Linked DNA regions of Mus musculus: region 1 is linked to region 2. Evidence: chromatin contacts called from public Micro-C data. All regions are on one chromosome and are shown on one strand. The core of a region is the stretch at or near the end of the contact, and the rest is flanking DNA. Distances in the headings are between cores, read along the strand shown.

Region 1 (2,700 bases), core at 172-2,671, 65 kb after region 2:
TGTTTAAAGCGTGTTGACAGAACTACTGAAATCTGCTCAGAGGGCAAAAGGAAATGCTGTGGGCCAGGGTTCAGCAAAACTAGGGCTATCCCCAGCCCAGTTTCCAGTAGGAAGAAGTTAGAAGGTCTCCAGGCTCCTCCTAGATCTTGTTCAGCTCAGAGTTCTGCCGTAATCAAGGGTGCTGTGACACTGGCTAACCCTGGATAATCAAGGGTGCTGTGACACTGGCTAACCCTGGATAATCAAGGGTGCTGTGACACTGGCTAACCCTGGATAATCAAGGGTGCTGTGACACTAGCTAACCCTGGATAATCAAGGGTGCTGTGACACTGGCTAACCCTGGATAATCAAGGGTGCTGTGGCACTAGCTAACCCTGGTTCCCTTCTGTTCAAAGGAGTTGATCTAGGTGAATTCAGAGTCTACTTGTGGTGCAGGGGTTGGTGGGAGCCTTCTCCCCTCACTGATTGCTGGGAGGGGAGAAATTACAACCGTTATTCTTGAAAGTCACAAAGGTGGGTTGTGGTGTTGACTAGGAGGAGCAGAGAAGATCATTTAGGAAGCTGCAATGTCCCATTTCTCATCGGGCTGCTTGTGTGCACATACTGGTCTGTGGGAATTCATGGGGCTTAAAACATCATGTCTACCTCTGTCGGCCACTTGGCTTACTTAGATGGCAGTGCTATGTGCACGTGGAGAGGCCGTCAGTGGAAGTGCACATTCACCTCAGATTTGACAGTGAGGAGGACAGTGGCAGTAGATTTCAGCCTTACCACCTGTCCCTGGTTGGTTGTTGTCAACTTGGCACAAGCTACAGTTATCTGGGAAGAACCTAATCTGAGAAAATGCCTTCATTGGGCTGGCTGTAGGCAGTGCCTCCATCGGGCTGACTTGAAGGCAGTGCCTCCAGCGGGCTGGCTGTAGGCAAGACTGTGTGGGCATTTTCTTGACTGTGGTTGATATAGGAGTACCCAGCTCACTGAGGGCAGTGCCCTCCCTGGGCATGTGGTCCAGGGTGGTATAAGAAAGTACGTCGAGCTCTCATGGGTCACAGAACAAGCAGGGCTCCTCATGGCATCTGCTTCAGTTCCCGCCCCAGCTCCCCTGAATGAAAGACTGCAAGCTGTAAGGTGAAATGAAACCCTTTCCTGCCCAAGTCGCTTTTGGTCATGGTCTTCATCGATGCAGTTCAAAAGTAAGGAAGACACAAGCCACACTTCGCAGGCCATTCCCAAAGCATTGAGCTGCTGGCTCGGAAGGGAGCACATGGAAGTCACACATCCCCTGCCTGCTGTGCTGCCAATCTGGAAACGTCCACACCACATGCAGCTTTTCTTCGGGTGCTTCCGAGATTAGCCAAGGCTGGGAAGCTGTTTCTTAGAGGGAGAAAGGTTTACAGCCACGGATTGTCTTCACCTAATGTTGCTAAGGGCAGAAGCTGTGCATGCATGACTAGCGCAGCTGTGCCTTGCCAGCTGGCCGTGGTCAGTGTAGATGTATTCAGAAGAGAACTGTCGATCCCATTCAGTACTATGTGCAGAGAAAGGTCTTTCATTAGTCCTTGTCAGAATGGTGTCCAACTTAGCCCTTCTCAGACACATCAGTAATAAACAAGTTAAAGTGTTGGTTTCTGTAAGAGAACAATGTGCGTCCATGCTGTACAGGGGTTGGGGTGGGGGGCAGTAAATTCTCTAAAACAAAATTCACATACAGTTCAGATACCTGGCCTGAGGTACCTTTAAAACCACAGCAGATGAAACTTTGGGCAATCGCATGCACTTGCACTGGTAAGACGGGGCGTGGCTTGAGTCACTGTGACACTCATGTCTGTACCTGGTAGAAGATGACAATACCCAGGAGCCCTCGGCACCCAGTGCACAGATGACCTTCTGAGGGCTGTGGCCTGAGAGTGTGTCCTCTGAGTAGATCGAATACATACGTTCTCACACGCAGCATTCGGGACACTCTGTGGCTCCTGTGGGGGCCTTCAGCTACATTTTTGCCTTCAAAAAGACTATTCAGATGCCCCGAGAATGAGTAGAGCTATAAAAGCCAAATTCTTAAATCTGTGTAGCAGATAATGAAAAGGATTTGTTTGCAAATTGCAATGCAGTGACCCTGCTCAAGTTTGAGACTGGCTAATTCAATCTACAAGGCCTTTTTTATATATACACTATGTCCTTCCAGTCCCTTTGCTATCAAAAATACATAGTCTCATGTCACACAATTTCCTCTCTGTGTTTATTCCTTTTCAGAGCAGCAACTGCCGTCTAGTACCCAGGGCTGAAAATAAAGAGGGGGGACAGTCTACTCACAAACTAGACCATCTATTTTCAGTCAAACAAACCCATTCTGTTTTCCATTTGTAGAACGGATGACCGCCTCACTGTTGGAAAGGCAACCCCCACCACAGCACGGCCCTTCTCTAGATAAGGCCATCACTGGAATGGTAGGCCAGGGCTTCCCACCTCCACGCACTGATTCTCTCTCTCACTTCCTGCTTTGCTTATCAAGCTAGTTAAAATTTCTGTTCTCAGCTTATCATTCAGAAAAGAAAGGTGTTAACCCACCATGCAGAAGGGTGACCCTCCTTTGCTTTAAACTTTAGGTTCATTACAGCATCCCTAGGTAATTAGTAGGGACATCCCTGATAAAGGTCCCTGGGGCTCTTTCAGTGTATCAGATGCTAAATGAGCACACAA
Region 2 (2,700 bases), core at 57-2,556:
CTGGAGAATTTACAGACTGATCAATTGGCATAAGAAAACAGATAGCAGAGGCACACTGTTTATGCAAAAGGCCCATGCAGCTATTTTATGGAGGCTTACCAGAGGTCCTGAAACCTGACTTGTATGCACTGTTACCTAGCAACCTGTTATAAAGTCACCAGGGAGTGAGATGCATCGGTAATTTTTTTGTGTGTGCATATTTGGATGTAAATGTAAACTTGGTGACTGTGGCAGTGCTGCCCACGGGGAAGAGAAGTTCTGTTAAAAGGAAAGGAATATGGTTTTCTGCAAAGATCCCCACCCCCAGCCCTGCCGCTGTCTGCTGTGTGCTCTACCTGGCTCGCTTGGTGGCTGTCTTCCAGGGACACAGTCCCAGGGAGCTGTGGCTGAGTTTCCTGCTCTTCCTGCCCTCAAATGGTGTGAACTAGAGGCTAGCCCCTGGCCTGGTCTTTCAGCACTATAATGGCGCCATTGTTCTTGGACTGGTTTTTCCCCCCCTTAGGGCTCTGTCCTTGCACCTGCTGGTACCATAGGGTGCAGCTGTTTGTAGGCAGCTAGTCTGGGAGTCTCTGTGCCAGATCCCAAAGACCAAGCACAGTGACAAATTCAAGCGTGGAGACACCTACTTGTTTCCAAAGAAGAGAGAGAAATCACTTGATGCTTTTTGCTCCTTCGATTAAAGCCGAGCAGAAGCTGACTGGATGAGCCCGCCGAGGTCCACAATCACGGGGTGGGATGCCGTCTTACACACAAGCTAACCCAGTGCTTCTCAACCTGTGGGTCTCAGCTCCCTTCAAGGTCAAGTGACCCGTTTACAGGGGTCACCTAAGACCATCAAAAACAAGTATTTACATTATGGTCCATAACAGTAGCAAAACTGCAGTTATGAAGTAGCAATGAAAATAGTTTATGGTTGGGGATCATTATGAGCAATTACATCAAAGAGTCATGGGGGGATTAGGAAGGTTGAAAGCCACTGCAACCCTCTGCCAATTTAGAGGTTTCCTGGTTACATGCTTGTGAAACAAAATCCTGTCTCTGAACCACTAGTCGTTTTTCCCGATGAATCCTGACTTAACACTCCTCAGTTCTTTTGAGGGCCAGGTTGCTCCCTAGATCCAGGCTCACAATCATGGTTGGTTCAGCCCAACTGCTAACTATCTGCATTGGTGGGCAAAAAAAAAAATAACTCTGTAGGCTCTACTCCGGGTTTGGAGCCAGAAGACAGGCTTTCCAGGGCTGTAGCTCTGCTGTTTACACCAGTCTTTCCTGGAAGCCAGAAGACGTATGCAAATTGCTGTATGACAGACAGGGTGACCTACCCCGGGTCACATGACTGGGAGGAGGGCTTACCCAGCCTAGGAAGCTACTATTGTACCAGCTGACCCTGGGCCTGTCTCCCATGGCCAGTTGCAGTTTGTAACCCCCACAGCAAGTTACCTAGGGAGTTTTTATTAAATGCCAGTGCCCAAAGAATGATGAATTCATTAATTGGTCTGGAATAGGCCCCAGACTTTGGTATTTTCCTTACATTCCTTTGGTGGTTCTAGCAGGCATCCAGGACAAAGGTCAGCTGATATGAGATATGGGCACGTTGGGGCTGGAGATGTAGCACAGTTGGTTGCACACTTGCCTCGCATTTACAAAGCCCTGGGTGCAATCTCCAGCACTACAGGGACAGGAAATAATGATGCACACCTCTGATTTCAGCACGAGGGACATAGAAGCAGGAGGATCAGAAATTTACTCCTCAGCTAATTAGAGAATTAGACCAACCTGGACTACATGAGACTCTATTTCAGAAATGCCAAACGATTCTCAAAACAAATCAAGTACCCTAAATTGGTACTCAGTGCAGCATTTTCCAGTACAGCTTCAGTCTCTGAGTATACACCTCTCCTCTCTTTCTGTCTGAGCCCACGAGAAGGGCACGATGTTGTGAGTCTGAGACACCTCACTGGAGGTCACAGTTGACATGAAGGGGACACCTGGCTGAGACATGTTCATTGGGCTCTCTGATTTTCCCAGATAGCTATGACATCAGAGATCCTGTTTGAAAATCCCCAGCCCAGACTGGAAGCCTCCAGATACTGGGAGCCACTGGGGAGATGGCTCTTTCAGTGAAGTGTTTATTGGAGCAAGCATGAAAGCAAGGGTTTAGTCCCCAGCATCTGTGTAAAAAGCTGGCATGGTGGCACAAACCTGGATGGATTCGTGAAGGTCACTGGCCAGACTGTGCTAATTGTCAAATCCTCGGTACAATGAGAGGCCCTGTCTCAAAAAACAGAGTAGACAGCTCCTAAAACTAATGCTCAAGGGTGACACCTGACCTGTGTGTGTGCTTATACACACCCCAACACATATACACCTAGCCTATATGTGTGCATATGCACACCCCAACACATAAACACAGGAACACATGCTCACACAAAGAGCATCCTCATTAAAGGAACAAATTACAAGTCTCCTATCATCTTTTTCTCCAAGATGCCATTTTTCAAGATATAAATTGAATTCTAGCTCCCCAAATTATAACCAAGCAGCTACTTGACAGAAACTTGGCACCTTGCTTGTTGGCAAGCGATATCTTTTTTGTCCCCGGCTTTCCAAAATAAAAGATATAAGTCATTTCGACTATTTTTAATCTGGAAACTGACAAAAAAGTTTTGTGCTGTCTCCCACATCCTATTAGCTCTATAG

Evidence for each region. A called contact is a pair of places that touch in the nucleus more often than the background predicts.
Region 1: a contact with region 2 is called in a Micro-C map of stem cell-derived neurons, with 1.8 times the contacts expected there. The contact joins two enhancer-like sites. A contact is called at or near these places in 1 of 15 datasets of contacts at CTCF or cohesin (the NIH/3T3 cell line), 3 of 484 Hi-C or Micro-C datasets (cerebral cortex, nephron progenitors and stem cell-derived neurons) and 2 of 115 datasets of contacts at active chromatin or transcription factors (both in embryonic stem cells).

Annotation. Positions count from the first base shown.
Region 1 is chr8:79,143,985-79,146,684 of GRCm38.p6, forward strand. All of the region lies in intron 8 of Zfp827 (zinc finger protein 827), which reads left to right. Among named protein-coding and RNA genes, the nearest start is that of Gm30271, 57 kb to the right of the region's middle. Within about 2 kb of position 1,422, at least 31 of the 459 cell types and tissues checked have an H3K27ac peak or open chromatin away from gene starts, as enhancers often do. A contact at or near this core is called in cerebral cortex and stem cell-derived neurons, where this site is marked.
Region 2 is chr8:79,078,950-79,081,649 of GRCm38.p6, forward strand. All of the region lies in intron 4 of Zfp827 (zinc finger protein 827), which reads left to right. Among named protein-coding and RNA genes, the nearest start is that of Zfp827, 52 kb to the left of the region's middle. Within about 2 kb of position 1,307, at least 64 of the 459 cell types and tissues checked have an H3K27ac peak or open chromatin away from gene starts, as enhancers often do. A contact at or near this core is called in cerebral cortex and stem cell-derived neurons, where this site is marked.